Linked DNA regions of Ovis aries: regions 2 and 3 are each linked to region 1. The links are chromatin contacts, called in public Hi-C maps. All regions are on one chromosome and are shown on one strand. The core of a region is the stretch at or near the end of the contact, and the rest is flanking DNA. Distances in the headings are between cores, read along the strand shown.

Evidence for each region. Hi-C and Micro-C count contacts between places; a contact is called where the count stands out from the background.
Region 2: a Hi-C map of muscle shows a contact between it and region 1, with 3 times the contacts expected there. The contact joins the promoter of JUN here to the promoter of FGGY in region 1. A contact is called at or near these places in 6 of 16 Hi-C or Micro-C datasets (blood, hypothalamus, liver and 2 more).
Region 3: a contact with region 1 is called in a Hi-C map of hypothalamus, with 3 times the contacts expected there. The contact joins the enhancer-like site here to the promoter of FGGY in region 1. A contact is called at or near these places in 4 of 16 Hi-C or Micro-C datasets (hypothalamus, muscle, omental adipose tissue and 1 more).

What each region holds. Positions count from the first base shown.
Region 1 is chr1:34,045,370-34,048,439 of ARS-UI_Ramb_v3.0, reverse strand. FGGY (FGGY carbohydrate kinase domain containing) reads right to left here and starts at 1,505. Exons shown (of 15, transcript XM_060409825.1): 1 at 1,174-1,505.
Region 2 is chr1:33,495,011-33,498,393 of ARS-UI_Ramb_v3.0, reverse strand. It overlaps JUN (Jun proto-oncogene, AP-1 transcription factor subunit), which reads left to right and starts at 1,731. Exons shown (of 1, transcript XM_004002020.5): 1 at 1,731-3,383. The coding sequence starts at 2,651. LOC106990843 (a long non-coding RNA gene) reads right to left here and starts at 637. Exons shown (of 3, transcript XR_001433726.4): 1 at 582-637.
Region 3 is chr1:34,600,232-34,603,409 of ARS-UI_Ramb_v3.0, reverse strand. All of the region lies in intron 13 of FGGY (FGGY carbohydrate kinase domain containing), which reads right to left. Among named protein-coding and RNA genes, the nearest start is that of HOOK1, 120 kb to the left of the region's middle. Within about 2 kb of position 1,614, at least 14 of the 54 cell types and tissues checked have an H3K27ac peak or open chromatin away from gene starts, as enhancers often do. A contact at or near this core is called in hypothalamus, where this site is marked.

The sequences.
Region 1 (3,070 bases), core at 256-2,755:
GATCTCCACCCTCTGGGTTAGTTCCTTCTCCCAATACACATGTTTTGACTTCCAAATCCAGCAGGGAGACTCCCTTCCCCTCTCCAGGCCTTCTTACCCTCTGGGTTCCTTCAATCATCCTTAATAAAGAGTTTTCTCAGCCTGCCACCAGGAAGTCCTCCTTAGCTGATCCCTCCAAGAGTCAGGCCAGTGGCCACAAGGTCAAAAGCAAAGGACAGGACCTCATTAACAGGAAACTCCCAGAAGACCAGGAGGCAGTCAGAAGGCTGGAAGACCCAGCTGGCAATTTAAGAAGTACAACTTCAGGATGCACATTTGGTGGATTACAGGGAAGAGGGGGAAAGCAAGCAAAATAAAACAGAACTCTACCCTCTATACACCAGCCAGAAACTAAAAGGCAGCTTGCCTTCTCACTGCTCGGCAATTCAAAAGCATCATCACTTCCTTCCCCTAATACAGTATTTTAAAAATTAATCTAATGATGACTGCTTTTCAATATTTTGTAAATGACTTGACTCTTTAGAGACAAATCAGAGACTCTTTAGAGACAAATGTTAAGACATGAAAAGTGCTTTGGTGGAATATAGTCAAGGATTAGAGAAATTCACCATTTTGCATCTTGTTCTTAAAATGAAAGGTCATTAATAAAAATGGAAAGATACTCCTAGGCCGTTTCTACCCAGGATAACTGTAGCCAAAGAGCATTATACTATCTAAACTGCGCTTCAAATATTATCACAAGTTGCTGAAAGTGTTGAAAGCTACAAGCAACACAGGTCTTAAATGCCTTACAGTAGCCAGATTGAAAGTAAAAGGCTCAAAAATGCCTAGGTGACAGGTGCTCAGTCGTTTCCGACTCTTTGCGACCCCATGGACTATAGAGTCCATGGAATTCTCCAGGCCAGAATACGAGAGTGAGTAGCCTTTCCCTTCTCCAGGGGATCTTTCCAACCCAGGGATCGAACCTCGGTCTCCCACATTGCTGGCGGATTCTTTACCAAGAAACATCCTGAAATAAGGTGATAGAGGACCCTGGGGGGATGAAGGGAAAGCGAGGAAATTCACATAATTAACTGGATAGTGACTGCAGAGGACCAAGGGTTCCAGACATCTTAGGCAGCTTGGGGAAATGCAGTAAAGCCCACCCGTCTCTTGAGGGGCCGGACGCCTCACCCAGGAGTGTACACAGGGGACTCAACAAGATCTCGGAGGCGAAGGGCCCGGCTGGCGCTGGCGTTTAAGACTCAGGCAGTCAGAGGAGGAAGAGGAGGCGGTGACTGCGGGCAAGGGGAGGGAGGCTTGGGCCAGATACGCTCTCCGGTTGGAGAACGTTCGCGCTGCGAGCCTGCGTTTCTGTAAAGGCCCTGGTACACACGTGGGACTGAGAGGAGGGTCACTTACTTGTCCAATCTGAAATTACATTTTAGCTATCAGGGCTCTGCAGGTTGCCGAGCGGGGCCCCACCGGGCCTGGACTGGTTGGTCCACGGGGGCGGCTGAGGCTCCGCCCCGCCCCGCGCGCGGCCCCGCCCCCTCCGGCCGGGGCCCTTGTAAAGCGTGCCGCGATTGGCCCTTTGAACCGGGCTGGGGATTGGCCCCCGCCTGCTCCTGCGGTCCTACGGCCCCGCGAGTCGTGGGGACCTGTTTTAACAGGTTTTTGCACCCTCTCGGGGACTTAAGGCCTGAAGTGGGCTCTGTCCTCTCAGGCCGCGAGTTTCCTACTCTGCAGGCTCTTCTAGCAGAGTTTATCCACGCAAGCTTTCCATAGCCCCTGGTGGGTATATGTGTCCAGCGTGTATCCTGTAACTTTGCGTTTCAACAATGCGCTGAACACCAGGACTCGTGCAGACAGTTGCTAAAATAAAGTGGTGGTGGTTTAGTCGCTAAGTCGTGTTCGACTCTTGCGACCCCATGGACTGTGGCCTGCCAGGCTCCTCTGTCCATGGGATTCTCCCAGGCAAGAATACTAGAGTAGGTTGCCATATCCTTCGCCAGGGCATCTTCCTGACCCAGGAATCGAGCCTGGGTCTCCTGCATTACAGGCAGATTCTTTACCGACTGAACTAAGAGGGAAGCCCTTCTAATAATATTTATCAAATGTTTTTAGTTTGTGCCAGATCCTATTCCTGATACTTTATTTAAATTTACTCATCTAATTTTGTGAGCAACCATGAGAAGAAGTGTCACAGTTTGTAAATCTACAAATGGGTCCCAGCCTTTAAGGAAATTAGTCTGGTGGGTCCTGGATACACCTATCTCATTTAATCTTCACTATCCTTACATTTCCAGTTAGCTAGGTCCTAGTTGTCCCTAGTTTACAGATGCAGGGAGTCTGAAAGGTTTTTTAGCTTGTTTTGAGACACCCAGTAAGTAATAGGAGGGAAGATTCCACAAACTTAGCTTAAACCTGAGCCATATCTTTTAAAAAGTCAGGCTCCCAGGCTGATGGGACTGGCATTTGGAAGGTAATTTATCAAGTCTAAATTCTTTATCTTCCTAGAAAAGGAGATGAAGGCACAGTAAAAGGAAGTGATTGTCGAAGGACACACCAGCTCTGAGAGGTAAGCCTAGGTAATCACTGTGCTTTCACTGAACTGGAGTGTGTGCCATGTGTGTGATAGTCACTCTGCTCTCCTCGTAACTACCCCAAATACATGTTCTTCTCTTGGTCTTACAGGTGAGGATACTGGCTCAGTGAGGCTAAGGCCATGTGATCAGTTCCTAGGGCTCCTGGATTGTTGTTGTCAGGAGAACGTTCTTTTCTACCCCTCTAGGTTCTTCTGGCTGGTCTAAGAATTGAATTTACAGATCAATGGGAGAAAACCGAATGAAAGTTTAATCACATGTGTACATGGGAAAGACCCAGTAAAACTGAGTAACTGAAAAACCATCCTTAACTAAAGATTAAAAAAAAAAAAAAAAAAAGACAACGATGTTGGGAGTAGTGGTTTGAGTTTTCAGAAGGGAGGAAGGCAGTTTACATGAAGATGGAAAGGAAAATGTTTGGTAAACAAATGTTTTCTGGATACACAGAGACAATAGGACACAGAACAGAATTAGGGGAAAAAAAA
Region 2 (3,383 bases), core at 482-2,981, 550 kb after region 1:
CTATGCAAGCTCAGAAGCTGAAAAGCCAGAATTAGGACCTAGGGACATAAACTGCTGCAGGTCCAACGTCAAACCACGGTCCTGGAGAAAACCCTGGAAGGAGCTGAGTTCTGACCCTTTCCTCCCTCACCCTCCTCACAGGTTAAATCCACCTGTTCCTGCCAAGTCACACTCATATCCTGGCATTCCATGGACGCTCCGGAAGCTCTGACCAAGGGCAGGGAAGGGGGCTGTTGGTGACCACCTCCTAGCCCTGGAGACAATGACTCTACACTAAGCCAGGCCTATGAGGTGGGTCTCACCAGCCCCACTTGCAGATGAAGAAACTCAGGGAAGTTCTCTGATTCGCTCCCTTCACATTGCGGCAGCGTTGGCCAGGAGAGAACCCACGACTCCAGACTTCGGTATTCTTTCCACCGTACACTTTCGTCCCTAAGGGGCGCGGGGTTGGGGGAGGAGAAGAATAACCACCACTGAAAAGGAACCACTTACATGGGTCTAGCGCTTCCTAGAGGCTACACAGGATATGGGCCCACCCCCCAGCCGGGAGCGGAGAAATTTTAAATCTTTATTCTACTCACTCGCTGCGTGACTTTTGGCAAGTGTCTGCTGCTCTCGGACTTGTTTTCCCGGAAGCAAATCGGGGCGGGAGGAGTGGCGTGTGCGTGTGTGTGTGTTTGTGTGTACATGTGATGTGCGGTGTGTCTATGCATGTTGTGCGGGGGCGGAGAGTAGACTATCACCGGGGTTCCCCGAGTTTCGGATTCTCCAAACGCTCGTTCAAACTAGACGCCGAGTTGCCCCTTAAATCCACCTCCTGTAAGAAACCTTTCCGAGGCAAAGATGCGAACCCCCGCACCCTTTCTCCCACGGTCGGGAGGGTGAGGTGGGAGTGCGGAGGGGACTTAGCCGAACACCCAGTTTCAAGCAATGCAAATCACTGGACTTCCAGACAGAGCCAGACAGTCGCTACTGAACTTGACCAGGAGACAAACTTCAGGGCATTCTCAACGTGGGGGGCCGACTCTCACGAACTGCCCCCAAATTTAAAAGCCACTTTCACTCGCCCCCACAGGGGACTTAACAGAGCCACCTTAAGGGCGGTGCTCCCGCCCCCCGGAAGTGCGGGGGGGCCAGGAACCCAGGCGCTCAACGGGCCCGGCCCGCCCCGAGCGGCGGCGAAGTGCCCGCGGGTGACATCGAACCCCCAAGTGGGGAAATACCACCCGCCCCGCGCCCTCGGCCCCAGACACCTGGCTCGGTTCCCCTGGCCTCCTGGGTCCTAGCATCCCTGGCATTCCCATCCGAGCCCTAAACTTCAGCCCACTTCCCTCAGAGGCTGGGAGCGCCGGAGTCCGCCCGGCTCGCGGCAGCCACCGTCACTAGACAGTCAAACCCCAAGACGTCAGCCCACAATGCACCGGGCGGGCCGGGAAAGACGCGTCGGGGAGGGAGGGGGAAGAGAGGGGCGCGAGTCGCGCGGAGCGGGTTGGGGGGAGGAGGAGAAAGAAGGGCCCAACTGTAGGAGGGCAACGGAGCATTACCTCATCCCGTGAGCCTCCGCGGGCCCAGAGAAGAATCTTCTAGGGTGGGGTCTCCATGGCGACGGGTGGGCCCGCCCCCCTGAGAGCGACGCGAGCCAATGGGAAGGCCTTGGGGTGACATCATGGGCTATTTTTAGGGGTTGACTGGTAGCAGATAAGTGTTGCGCTCCGGCTGGATAAGGGCTCAGAGTTGCACTGAGTGTGGCTGAAGCTGCGAGGCGGGAGTGGAGGTGCGCGGACGCAGGCAGGCAGACAGGCACAGTCAGTCGAGAAGGACAGCAAATCCTATTTTCCAATTTCTCTCCAACTGCCCGGAGCTAGCGCTTGTGGCTCCCGGCCTGGTGTTTTGGGGAGCGCCGGGAGAGCCCCTTCGCCAGCCGCCCCCAGGCGGAGAGCCCCGCTGCGCGGGCGCTGCTGACAGCGCGGAGAGCGGCCACTGTCCGCCCGGGGAAGTCCGGAGAGCGGCTGCAGCGGCAAGAACTTTCCCGGCCAGGAAGACAGGAGACAAGTGGCCGCCGGGTCCCGGAACGAACTTTTGCAAATCTTGCCTCCGCCCGAAGCTGCCGCGGCGGCGGTGAAGAAAAAGAGGCGGCGGAGAGAGGAGGACGTGCGCTCCGCTTCGCTCGCACCGGTTGCTGAACTTGGGCGAGCGCGAGCCGCGGCTGCCGGGCGCCCCCTCCCCCTCTCAGCGGAGGAGGGGACAGTCTTCCGAGTCGGGGCGGCGGACACCCGCCGCCGGCAGGCAAACGCGGGGTCCGCGCTCCCTGCTATCACCGGGAAGCGAGTTCGTCCGCGGGCTCTGAGGAACCGCTGCGCTCGAGAGAGCTCCGTGAGTGACCGCGACTTTTCAAAGCCGGGCGGCGCGCGCGAGCGGACAAGTAAGAGCGCGGGCGGCGTCTTAACCCTGCGATCCCCCGGACCGAGCTGGTGAGGAGGGCGCCGGGGGCGGGGGCTGCCAGCCGGCGGGGGCGCGCGCTCTTCCAGAAACTTTCCTTGCTCACTGCCCGGGGAGGCGCGGGTGTCCCCCGCTTGCCAGCGCGCTGTTGCGGCCCCGAAACTTCTGCGCGCAGCTTAAACTAAGCCCACGCGAAGTGACGGACTGTTCTATGACTGCAAAGATGGAAACGACCTTCTACGACGATGCCCTCAACGCCTCGTTCCTCCAGTCTGAGAGCGGCGCCTACGGCTACAGTAACCCCAAGATTCTGAAGCAGAGCATGACCCTGAATCTGGCCGACCCGGTGGGCAGCCTGAAGCCGCACCTCCGGGCCAAGAACTCCGACCTCCTCACCTCGCCCGACGTTGGGCTGCTCAAGCTGGCGTCGCCCGAGCTGGAGCGCCTGATCATACAGTCCAGCAACGGGCATATCACCACCACGCCGACCCCCACCCAGTTCCTGTGCCCCAAGAACGTGACGGACGAGCAGGAGGGATTCGCCGAGGGCTTCGTGCGCGCCCTGGCCGAACTGCACAGCCAGAACACGCTGCCCAGCGTCACGTCGGCGGCGCAGCCGGTCAGCGGGGCGGGCCTGGTGGCCCCGGCGGTGGCCTCGGTGGCGGGCGGCAGCGGCAGCGGCGGCTTCAGCGCCAGCCTGCACAGCGAGCCGCCGGTCTACGCCAACCTCAGCAACTTCAACCCCGGCGCGCTGAGCAGCGGCGGCGGGGCGCCCTCCTACGGCGCGGCTGGCCTGGCCTTTCCCGCGCAGCCCCAGCAGCAGCAGCAGCAACCACCGCAGCCGCCGCACCACCTGCCCCAGCAGATACCCGTGCAGCACCCGCGGCTGCAGGCCCTGAAGGAAGAGCCGCAGACGGTGCCCGAGATGCCCGGGGAAACGCCGC
Region 3 (3,178 bases), core at 365-2,864, 550 kb before region 1:
CATGAGGCTTCCCTGGTGGCTCAGACAGTAAAGAATATGCCTGCAATGCAGGACACCTGGGTTCAGCGCCTGGGTTCAGAAGAGGCCCTGGAGAAGGGAATGGCAACCCACTCCAGTATTCTTGCCTGGAGAATTCCATGGACAGAGGAGCCTGGCAGGTTATAGTTCATGGGGCCACAAAGAGTTGGAGACGATTGAGCAACTAATACTTCTTTCACTTTCTATGCATGAGACACTTTCACACATGTTACTTTATTGCTTCACAAATTTTAGTTATTCACATACCATCTTCATAATTGTTTCCATGTTCAAGTATCATGTGTAGTATTATATTAGTATAATATTTTCTTTTAAATTCTGAACGAATTCTTTTTTCTCTTTTTTCAAATTGCCTTGTTCTAGGCAAAAATATCTATGAAAACATAGGTATGATTCTGGTTACCTTTTTCTAGTATATGTTAACTTAAATATATATCTATTATAAAAAGAGTGTCCACAAGCCACCTAAGTTTAATCCTGGGTGCTACCAATACCTGTGCATTTGGGGAGAAGCCATGTTATTCTATTTTGTATCCATTTATGGCTCCTGGACACTTGAATCCATGGAGTTTAATAACTCATTCCAGTTTGAACCAACAGACCCAAAGCAATGTGCTGGTTCACGTTCCTCTCATCTTTCCTGTCCCCACTCTCACTGTGTCTGACCCAGAGGATTGCTAACACCTGGGAAAGTGCATTGACAATGTGTTACCTATTGTTCTTCCTGTTCTTTGGATCTCAGGTTAGAAGTTCCTTCCTCTGGGAAACTCCTCTTGACGTATGAAGTAGGAATAAGAAGCCCCTGTCCTTGTTACCACAGCACCCTTGCTTTCCACCCTTCACCTGCATCTCTATTGCCAGGCAATTTCTCTATCACCCCAAAATGCTCACAAGAGCTCCAAGGTGGTAAGAGTGGAAATATATGGATCTTGTCACTTCTCCACCATCCAGCATGAAGTTACTGCCAAATATAGCATTGTTATTCACTCGCTCAGCTGTGTCTGACTCTTTGCGACTCCATGGACTACAGCACACAAGCTTCCCTGTCCTTCACTAGGGAAGGACATACAGGATTGGTGCCCTTTTAATTTGTAAAATGGACACATGAATGATGGGAAGGTTGGTGGGATTTTTCAACCCTGTTATCTGGTACTACTTGTACACTTGATGGTCTTGACTCTGGGTTTACAGCAGCACTTTTCAATGTTTGGTCCTTTAGCAAAGTAAAATGCTCCATGAAAAACTAATTTTTTGGTCAAGTAAATTTAGGAAAGTCTGTATTCTAAATGCCTCCACAACCTAGGAGATTCACAAGGCATGTTAATATATTAAACTCTTATGCAAAGTCTTACTATAAAGATACCTAGTTAACTTGAATGTAGTGTTTTCCAAAGGAATTATTTCCAGGAATATCTTCTAATGTCCAAAAGAAAAGTCTATGGGAAATCCTGGCCTATTGAGAACTTGGGCTCTGAGTAAATTTTTCTCATGATTTCTGTGAATTCTTTGTCTTGGTTGTCCTTCCCCCAGCGAAACAGCACAGCCGGAAGGAGGAGAGACATGTACACGGGGCTGGACAAAAAGGGAACAGAGACAATAGAACCTTTGACAAAACTGAACACAGGAATGGGCTACCAGCCCAGGAACTAACCAAAAATATTTTGACAATGAGTAGAATGCCCTCATTTGTATCACACCTCAGAGCTTTCATAGTTCTACACACGTACATCACTGCACATCACTGCAACTGCTTTTCTTCCTCTTTCCCTTTCCTTCTTTTCTTCTCCAGCATCAGCATCACCAAGGTTAAATAACACAGCACACTGTCTGTGCCAGACATTTGCTGTCAGTGTGGTAACTGATGAGATGATGTTGCATTGCACTTTGTAGATCTAGAGTCCCAGAAAGCTACTACTAGTGGTAGCAATAATAATGACAAAATTAATGATAGCCACCTCTCACTTTTGGTGAGCTTATTGTTCAAGGCAAAAGAACTCAGAAAGGGCAGATTTGAGGCTCAGATGCAAGTCTTCTGATGCCAAGTCCAGAGTTTGCTCCACCCATGGAAGATGGGTCTCTCCAACAAGACCATAGCATGCTCCCAGCTGCGAAAGGGGAGACAGGGTTACAGCACCAGCTCGGCATTCAGATGGTGTGGTTTATAAAGTGACTCAACATCTGTCATTAATTAGAGTTCTTGTTCCCATGGTGATGGCTTATTATTGTGAGGCTGATAAGATGACCAATTCAAGAATACTATCTTCCTCCCTTTCCCTCTCACTCTTGAACACAGATTTTTCTCTTTTTTTCCTTCCTCTCCGCTAACATAATTGATCATTTGCAATAAGGTAGGATATAGTGTTCCTCAGTCAGCGACTCCCTGTTGGATCCCTGATGATAATCTTTGGAATGTTTTCCCTTTTGCTCAATGCAGAGTCTCTGTCAGACCAACTTGCATTTGTCCCATTTACTGACTGTGATCATGGACAAGTTAATTACTTTCCTTGGGCCTTCCTTTTTCATCTGGAATAAGGGATGCTGCTGCTACTGCTGCTAAGTCGCTTCAGTCATGTCCGACTCTGTGCGATCCCATAGAAGGCAGCCCACCAGGCTCCCCTGTCCCTGGGATTCTCCAGGCAAGAACACTGGAGTGGGTTGCCATTAAGGGATAAGAAGGTCTAAACAGCAAGGTTCTTTTGAGAATTTGATGCACTAAATAGGAAGGTACTAGCACAGAGCTTGGAATCTGGTGGATACTCAAGAAATGGCAGCAGTTGTGATAGTTAAAATAATACCAATAATAATTATTTACAAAGAGATGAGATGAGACAGATTTTAAGTTGGCAGTTGGGGTCATTTTCCTTTCATTCATCAATCATTCATATTTGTCCTTCCATTGAAACTGTTCTTTTCTCTTTAGAGCCCTTAATCCAAGATATACTATATATTTATTTGGATTTACTTTTTTAATGGTCTCTTACACTCCACTGTAAATGGGATGAAACCTGGTACAATGGTTATTTTACACATTGCTGCACCTGGGGTGGGGGGGTTGGGGTCGGGGGAGGTTGTATTTGTAGAATGAAATATAAATATTTACTAAGCAGTCCAGGTCAGTCTCTGTGTTAGGGACAGGAGA